Linked DNA regions of Anas platyrhynchos: region 2 is linked to region 1. The links are chromatin contacts, called in public Hi-C maps. All regions are on one chromosome and are shown on one strand. Each heading gives the region's core, a stretch centred on a gene start, on an enhancer-like site or on the middle of the called end of the contact. The rest is flanking DNA. Distances are from core to core; before and after follow the strand shown. Region 1 overlaps ESRP2 (epithelial splicing regulatory protein 2). Region 2 has its middle 25 kb from the start of NFATC3.

Region 1 (4,804 bases), core at 1,212-3,711:
AGCACTTCAGCTATCACAGCCATGGGAGAAACCTATTGCCTGTTTAGTAGCATTTGAAGTGGAAAGCGAAGCTCAAGTCATTCAGATTCTTCTTTGTTTAGTTTTTAGGAGTTTACACTTGGCAAAGTGTCTGGTTTTTGTAGAGTTTAAAAGTCTTTAGATAGGGCTTTTGGAATGTGTAGCATTCCCAATTCAAAGCATAGATCCAATTGTTTTTTGTTGTTGTTGTTCTGGACTGGAAAATACCAGGATACTGGACCCCAAATGCAATTGTGCTTTCTCATGTTTTCATTATGTTTTGCAAAAGCCATATTTGTCTTTCCTACCAGTGTACTGCTGCCAATGTGTACAGCAAAAAAATAAAACCAAAGGCAAAACCAGCAAAATGCTCTCTTCCCAACCATAACTCCCTGACCCCAACACAAATTTTTAATCTCTACAGGACAAAAATGGCACATAAACCGGAGTACTAATAAGTTATATTTTTTTATTTAAGCATAATAGCTTTCAGATACTGTATTAAAGATTTTGCTCTAGTTTATGTGCATGCAATTTGTTTACATCTTTAAACTACTTTATTTGTATATTATGAAACAACAAGATATGTTGAAATCTAAATCCTCTAGTGCATGCTTCTTTCTTTTTCCCTGTGTGTATATACATAAGCTAGAAGTACTTTTACGTCATGTAGCATGTGTTTAAAAAAAGACATCTGCTGTAGAAGCACTAAATGACTTTGTTTTTACTGTGCCTTACTTCAAAACTATTCCAAGTGCAATACCAGCAGAGCAAAATGTAATGAATCCTGTTGTGACATGTTCATGGATGTCTGGATTGATCTTTTTTGTTAGTGTACAATTTGAGTTGTACTTAAAAGAACTGAATGATGTATGCTTCTTTATATTACAACAAATAAAAGAGATGCTTACGATGTGTATTGGCTTTTGAGAGCAACTTATACTTTGTTTTAATGCAATTTCATGGGCAATCACTTTCTGCTAAGTAAGTTTTACCTATTTTTTTCTTCCCCATAGACTTAGATGGGCACATATGTCTTGTGAGATGGTATGGTTTTTCTTTTTTTTTTGTATGTTCTGGCAAGCCTGAAATGTACATGATAAATATTTCCCTTGCAGTGGAACACTTCTCAGGCAGAGCAATGCAACTGTTATATGCTTAGCGCTCTCATTCTGGTGCCAGAGAAAAATGAGTATTGAACTTGAAATTGTGTTCACTTCAAAATTTCATTGACTAAATGGGTCATTCTCTCTTCTCTGCAGAACCCGAAATGCTACATTTCTGTCATGGCAGAGCCAGATAACCTTTCTGTAGCAAAAATGAATGGGGATATCTGACTAAGATAATTGGGTTTGTTTCTGGTAAGAACCATCCCATGTCAGATGCCACTTCATCACTAAAATCTCCTGCTTGAAGTGTTACTGCAGTTGGTTGGGACTACGAAGATATTTTACTTTGGTATTTTAATGTGGGAATGCATTAATCTGTTTCCAAGATTTGTCTTAAGTCTACAAAAATATTACTGTTAAAGTATCCTGCACACTAGACAGGAGAATGTTAATTACAATGGTGCAGTCTTTGTGCCTTTGTGGAGAATAGTTCTCAGTTCTCCCTCCTAAAAAAAAATTTTGGGAATCCCTATTTTGAGCAATACAGAGGGACCTACCAGGCCATTTTTTACACTGTTATGTTCTGCCACCATCTAGTTGATAGCTTGCTTGTGGCTTTGTGTTGAGTTGAAAAGTCTTATTTTTCTTATAACAGCCAGCCTGTCTAGGACTTGTGCTTGTCTGTTAGCTAAAACGATGCTTAATCTACCAATCTACTTTAAAACATCACTTATTTATTTTTATTTTTTAATTTTTTTTATAGCTCCTTCTACTGTTGTTTATGCATGCTCTCTTCCTTCCTTGGCAGGCTGCAAGATTTGGAAGTCTGCAGTCCTGTGCTTACCTGAACAGAAGTTACAGCCCTAAAGGCTGTATTGAGCTTTTTAAAAATAAAAATTATTAAAAATAAGAAAAAAAGGAGATTTAGATAATGCTGTTGTTCTAATCCCTGTTTAGAAGGAGATGCTAGAAACAAGTTACCAAAATTGAACTCAGCTGTTTCATGCTTTGTGGCTGTGTGTATGCATAAAACATAACATGGGGGCTTGGAGTTGTATAAATTTAGGAAAATATTCTATCCATTTTTCACTTTTATAAGCTACACTGAATACCGGGGCGCTGCCAGCACAGACACCCTCACGAGGGGCCTGACACCAGCCCCACCCTGGAGCCTTGTTGGTCGTGTAGCAGAAAGCAGCAAAGGAATTAACAATGGTGCATTTGAGTAAAACGTATCTTCATCCAGCGGTTAATATAAAAATGCTAACAAACTTTGGTTCCCCCCTGTGGCCTCAGGCTCCTTCACCCCTCAGGGCCAGCAGTGCTGTGCTCGGGGCCTTGCTGGGGGCTGCCCCGGCCGTGCTCCCGCCGCCCTCCCCTCAGGGCGGGCCCTGGGACCGTTGGTCCCCTCAGGCCCCTGTGGCGCCCCGCTGTGCCCGGCTCCTTCTCGGCGGCCACCGAAATGAAATTAATGATTTTTTTGCTGGAGGGGTTGACTGTAGGGCTGGGGGAGGCAGAGGAGTGGTGGGAGAGTGCGGGGAGCCTTCCTCAGCCATGTCAGCCTCCTTCAGCCGTGTCCCCGTCTGGTGGTCGTCGTGTGCCCCCTCCCGCCGTACGCCCAACAAGACTGCACATTTGCCTCTGTCATTTGAAGTGTTCTTGTGACACGTTTAGGAATAAAACCCCCGTGTGACTAAGGCCTCCCTTCCTGGCCTGGTGGATGCCACCCAGCAGGCTGCCCCTGAGGGTTTATGTGCCTCACCTGTGGAAGGGGAGGGAGGGGTTATGTAATTTGGGTGCTGGAGACCTCAAGTACAGCAGGTAACTGCTAGAAGCTGAGGTGAGCTCATGGCTTGGCTGTGCTTCTGGAAGCAGCATGCACCAGAAGTAGTGTCAGGACTGTGGAAAAAGGTCTTTATCTCAGCTCAGACTTGATCCCCAAGTGCCTTCATCGTACCTTCAAATGGCCTACATCGCTGGAGAAGGCCGGGAACTTAGGGTAAGGCCTAAATCTGTTTTCTTCTATTTGATGCGTGTGTTTATTTTTTGCAATTGAACTTCTAGACCTGCTGTGTTGTGGGGGACTTTGAAGTGGATTACTGTTGTAATAAGAAAAATAAGTACAGAAAATGTTAAACATGAATTGTTTCACCAAAGAGAAAGATGTGAAGCTTGGGAAAGAACTGTGATTAGACTGTTACTGTTGTTTGAGAAAGAGTCCTTGCCCTCTGTGTTCAGCCACAAGAAGTGTTTCTCAAAAATTATTATATAACTGAAGTACGGAATTAACATTGTTTGTATTTATTTGTCTCTTGGTTTAATACTTCTGATGGCGGTGGCTTTGCGATAGCCCCTCAACTGGAGCATCCCTCTTCCCATTCTCTTGACATTGATAATTTCACCTAGGAATTATTTCTGTGTTGTTTATCTCATGTTGTGTTTCTCCCCAGTTCTAAAATAAGGTAGTTTATTTTTGTTACTTGAGATTGGGGTGAGATGAGACTTAAAAGCTTGCAAAAGCCTCTTGTTCCCTGTTTTAATGGTTACAGCTGTGCTTTTGGATCAGGTGTTTAGTGTTGGAATTGCTTCATCAGCAGACCTAATTCTCACCCTAGACAGGTTGATAAGTTTTGCTTGTTTATGTGAAGTAAAATATTTTCAACAAACTTTTGCCAGTGGTTATCAATTCCTGATTTTTTATTTATATATTTTTAAGAAAAAAACCTTCCTGACTTTTGAAATAGTATTTGTATCTTCTTTGGTCCATCTGTATCTTCTTGGTCCATTAAAATAAGTTTCAAGTGTTATGGTTTAACCAGTTGCATTCTGTTTTGTATAGACGTACATTTGCCAGAGTCCATGCTGATAAGTTTTGAGGCTCACGCTTAGTGTCATCTAAAAAATGATTGCACCTAAAGTTGGCTTGAAATAGTATAAAGCAGAAATCTCTCCTCATGCGTGCCAAGGTTTGTCTGAGGCCAATCTAAAACTTTGGCTATTTAGATTTACTTGTCATATAGATACATATATTAAAAAAGAAAGACAAAACGCAAAACTAAAATGAAACAGGAGCATAATTTTCTTCTTCCTATAGAATTAGGTGGTGGCCACTGTATTATTTAGATGGATATCCAGGTGGACAATGTAAATATTCAGATAAAAATGATGACAGGTTCATCTAGGCTTGTTTTGAATAACCCAGTCAATTGCTGTTTCTTACATTGGTGTATATTATTGCGATCATATTTCATTTTATCTATATGAGTCCAAAAAAAAAGCTATTTGTTTCTGCTAATCATAAAAATTACAGTTTAATTAAAATGCCTTCTTTTCTGCAAACACTACTAAAGTGTAGTTATAATTTGTCTTTAATGTTGTCTGTGTCTTTGACAGTTTTTTAAAGACCTTTACTTAAGTGATAGGAGCAGAAGCTTCTAGATTTCTTAAGTTCCTCAGTGGGTTCTAGGTTGGTACTGTAATTTTTTTAAACTGGCAGTTTGGTGTTTCATGCCTGCACTAATCCTTGATACCAGTAGATGTCCCCTTTCGACCAGGCGTTGCAAATAGCAAACGAAATACAAATACTTCGGGACAGAGCTTCGATGTTAGCAACTGCAGTAGAAGAGGCGTGCAAATCTTGTTAAATAATTTAGTGTCTTAAAATCGGAGGTAATTAC
Region 2 (4,804 bases), core at 1,465-3,964, 110 kb after region 1:
ACAGAACAGTGACACAGGGCATCACTTGAAATAAGTCATGTTTTACACAGCATGTTTCTGACGAAGAATGGAGAATCCTTGCACTGTGCCCTCAAGAGAGCTTAAATATGAATATGAATATGAGGAAAGCAGTTTTGAAGACAGAAACTATGGGTAAATACCGAAGCAATACTACTGTGCAGTAAGATGTCAGTGAGAAAGGTTTTTGTTGTTTGGTTTGGTTTCGGGGGAGTTGGCAGGCTGGGTGGGGTGGGCTGGGTTGTTTGCCCTCCTCATCCCTTCACCCCTGGTGCATCACTGCCATTATAGGATGTGCACGCATCTAAGGTCACACTGTAGTCTTTGAATGTTACCTCTACAAGTCAGCAAACTACACATGATTTTTAGAGTCTACATTGTACTACTTGGCCTACTGATGAAAGTTAATGGGAAAGAAAATAATTTATTACATCTGTTATTAATTTAGTATTCATAATGCAGTATTTTTATAGCCTAAGTACTATAAAACACTAAGTCCTGCAACTGCTTTCCAGGCTCAGGCAGTGCAAAACAGGAAAGCTGATATTAGCTGTAATAAACGAACGTCACAGGGCAGTAGGACAGTAAAAAAAGAACTACATGCCACAGATATAACAGGCAAGCATCATGGTCTAACTGTACAGTGATTTACCTGCTTAATCCTGACATTTCAATATTCCAGCTTCTGAAGTCCTGTCATTCTGATGCACCTATCAAACACCTGCTGTTCCCTCTCACCTAATGACCAGAATGCTTAATGTTCAATGAACTTCTAAAAAAATATATGCAAAAAAAGCACTATATGCCATACAGGGGAAATAAATGCATGGTACTGCTGAAGTGAAACTGTCCCACATTGTTTTTAACATACTCAAGATCTCATGGGTTTTGTGGTTCGTATAGGTACATCTACCCAGACATGTTTACTTGTATTCTGTCTGGTGTCCAGGATTTGCTTTATTTCAGCACAGTGAGCAGAAACCAATGGTTTTAACTTTTGTTTGCTGCCTGGGACGTGTATTGAGTATGCAATTAGAGCAGATATACTGATGGCCATGAAATTTACTTTACATTTCTATAATTATTCAGACAGGTAGAGAGACAGTAAAATACTAAATGGTATACATGTCTTTGCTACCTGAGAAACTTAGAGAAAATTGCAGTACTTAATTTCTAGATAAATATGCACTGAATCAAATCACACGAGCCATGGAAGCTTGATGGGAGCATTTTTCTTTCTCTAAGTCAAAAGGAGAACATTTTCCAACACTAAAAACAAGGTTAAAAGGTATTAGTTTTTAGTTTAATATCTTTATAACCTTGGTTTTTCTCAGCTGCCAGTGGGGGAAACCATTTTATCAGTTTAAGAAGTTTCAGATACAGACCTATGGCAGCATTCTAACAGTCCCTGCTAACACCTGTGCACAGCAAGCAAACAGACATGCGTGGCATGTGCAGCCTCCTAGCACGGTATAGGTAACTTCACAATCAACTAAAAACCTTCACAGGAGAGGTAAAATTTTAAGCTGTTTTAAAATTGTATAGAAAGTACATATTGAAGATCAGTTCTCAACTACAGTTCTGTCAGCTCTACCCCAAAGAACACTAGTCAAAAATCCATTTTCACAGTTACAACTAGTTCAGTTGCAAGAACCAAACAAGCAATATTTTTTAAAGGCACTTAAACAGGAAGCCCATTTTTCATATTACACACATGTACAAACTGAAGTATTCAGTCTATGGAGACCATCAAGGAAAAATAAAGTCCAAATGGGTAAAACATCAGCTTTGCACTGCAGCGCTTTGTAAACTCTCACAAGAGGATATCTGTCAGACAAGAACTTTCTAAAAAAGGAAACCAGAGCCTCTCCCACCATGCCGGGGCAAGGGAAAAGTATTTATTTATTTATCTAATAGCTATTTAACAGGCAGATTCCCATTAACTCCTGCAACAGAATTTCATTTGGGAGCTAAGCGAACACCACAAACATGTCTATTTTTTCAAGCCTCCCATCATAAAAACCCTGAGGTTAATACTCCGAGTGGGGATACTGGACTAGGCTCCCTCTGGAGCTCATCAGTTCTTCTCCTCAACTGACCTAGACAACTGCTGCTTAACAATGCACAAGGCACTCCCTCCTCACCAAAGGCCTTGCATGTTGCTTTTAATGTTTTTCATCAGCTTTGTCATCAGACTCAGATTAAAAGTCTGCAAGGCCAGCATCCTGCACTCTGGACAGAGGGCAACTTAAGCCTCGTGGGCCACTGCATCAGTACAGCTTCTCGACTCTGAGTACAAGAATCAGCAGACTCCTGTTTGATAAGGCAACAGCTCCCACGTATGTTGAGCTCGTAGGTTTGGTTAAAGAAGTGGCGATAAAACACTTGTGTGAATGAAGGTTTTTTTTCAAGCTAGCACCTGTTTGGGACCTCCTGCGATCTTGCCAGTTAATGTCTTTGAAAAGCATGCCCTTCTGCAGGTCATAACGGGTAAGTAAAAACCAAACCAAAACAAAAAACATCCTCCCTCCCTCCTCCCCCAGCAACCCAAGGCATGCCTACTCTTTGAATCAGAGAGCAGCTGAGCTGACATGTGGTTCGCCTGCCAGCTTTCTGAAATTGCAGCACTGGGGAACTCTAGGATTTTGATATTCAAACTCTGGATTTGTACCGCCAGCATTTAACCTCACATTCCAGGGCGGGGTTGGGCTCAGAGCCTGGGACATTCCAAAAAGCATTCCAACCAGCAAGGCCCCAGAGGTAGCCCACACTGAACGCATCCATGCTAAAAGGCCAGTAAGCGTATCTTCACGTTCTCATTCATGCTTTGGTAAGTAGAATACATGTAGGCTATCGGGGGGGTGTCACAGTGCTCCCTATGCACATGGATCACCTTTGGCAGGTATTAGGAACAGTTCCTGCAGCAGCAATACCAAGAACCAAACACAAGTGCTCTCCCATCTACTTGCTGTAGCCTTGTAGAAAAGAAAGATTGCTTCACTGAATTCCATTGGATTAATAGAACTTTTTTCCCCACTAAATACTTAAAGCATAGCTTCAGTTTGTATTGACCAAGTATCACATCCACACCATATTAAAAATGGCAAAATAAAAGTATTTCTGACCAGTGAGGCTAAACATCCTCCAACCCAACCGTGGTCTCAATTGCCACCCTATGCAAGAATGCAGAAATGCAATGGCTGCACCGCCAAATCTTGCCGAAGTCAGCAGATTTTCCTGGGTAAGAGCAATAAAATCTGCCACCTTCTGTTTATGAGAGGTACAGCAGAAAAGAGACGCACAGGTTAAACTGTCCAACAAAGTCTTTAAAACTAATGCTCTTTCAAACTAATGTGAACAGAACAGCCTCTAGAAGGAAAGCACAGTGCTGAGTTACTTTAAAACCAGTATTTGGGAGGGAATACACATGTTAAATACAAATTCTACTTACTGTAGAACTAATGAGGTTGGATTGAGCAATGGCACAATGTCACACATTAGTTGCAATAGAGTTAAGAATGAAGGCACATAACAGAAAACAAACCTTAAGCAAAAATATTTTCACTCTGACATGTGCAGGTACACACAATTGCAAGTTTCCCTTTTGACACGGGTCAAGGATGTCAACCATACGCTATGCTTTCGAGCCAACTGCCAGAATTTACAGCGCTTCTATATTTAGCGTAGAGCGCTCATTCCGACGGAGTGACTCTCACTCCCATTTTCACGTGCTGTTTGGCCTAGTTGTGGTCATCCAGAAGTACAACACAGACCACCTCATCAACATATACGACAATCACAACAAATTATGAGGAATAAATGTAAGCATTTCTGACCATGTAGTAATTTAAATTAGGATTTGAAGACATGCTCTTACTAGGAAACAGAAACAACCTCCAGAAACTTTTAGTTTTGATTTGTTTTAACAAAAATACAATACATACACTTTGCAGTCCTAAACTGACGTAACATTTTTTCCAGCTTATAGAGGAATATATACTCAGTATTAGTCAATTCTCTCCATTAGCCAAAACAAGGCACATATTCTAGAATATAAGATAACTAGTAAAACTTTTATGAGCTACAGTATTTCATACAACCTCTATATAGGCATCTTTCTCCAACTATAGTTCTTCCAGGTATAGTTAAACGTGATTTTTTGACAGAACTACAGAAATCTGCTTAGTTGTTCAATGTAAAATCAAACCTTACACATTCATAACTGCTGCTGGAGTTAACCAATCTCTTGCCATAAACAAGTGCTCTGACTAGCATTTTAAGTCAAAATTAAATATACACGGGAAGAACAAAAGGTGAAAGCAAGATCAGGTGTCCCAGGAAAAAGAGAGATGCTGTCTGAGCACAGTGATGAGGTTGGAAAAGCTAAAGACCTCATGGAGTCAAATGGGACATGATCTCCAGACATCCATTCCAAGCTCAAGCATCCAATGGCTCTATGATATTATGAGAACATGCAGGCCACATCACTAGCAGGACCTAAAAAAAATGACTTTTTCCTCTGTGATGGCCCCCAACAACATGAACAGGAGCAAGATACAAGATAGTACTTCCAACAGGAAAAAGGCTACTTCTAAAATTTCTGCTTAATGCTGCAAATTCTTCTGCAAGTTCAGAGTAAAATTCTAACACTAAAACTGTATCAAATTTAAGTATACTGAACTGCATTTATTGCAGCATACAAAATGAGTAAGAAAAACTTTTCTTCTTAGACTCTATAGATTTACTAGAAATTACTCTATCATCTGAACAGCAGTCATTTAAAATT

What was found. A called contact is a pair of places that touch in the nucleus more often than the background predicts.
Region 2: a contact with region 1 is called in a Hi-C map of liver, with 7 times the contacts expected there. The contact joins two enhancer-like sites. A contact is called at or near these places in 4 of 8 Hi-C or Micro-C datasets (liver, skeletal muscle and subcutaneous adipose tissue).

The regions. Positions count from the first base shown.
Region 1 is chr12:14,164,635-14,169,438 of IASCAAS_PekinDuck_T2T, forward strand. It overlaps ESRP2 (epithelial splicing regulatory protein 2), which reads left to right. Exons shown (of 16, transcript XM_072043918.1): 16 at 1-935. Among named protein-coding and RNA genes, the nearest start is that of ESRP2, 46 kb to the left of the region's middle. Within about 2 kb of position 2,462, at least 1 of the 8 cell types and tissues checked has an H3K27ac peak or open chromatin away from gene starts, as enhancers often do.
Region 2 is chr12:14,273,902-14,278,705 of IASCAAS_PekinDuck_T2T, forward strand. No RefSeq gene overlaps it. Among named protein-coding and RNA genes, the nearest start is that of NFATC3, 25 kb to the left of the region's middle. Within about 2 kb of position 2,715, at least 3 of the 8 cell types and tissues checked have an H3K27ac peak or open chromatin away from gene starts, as enhancers often do.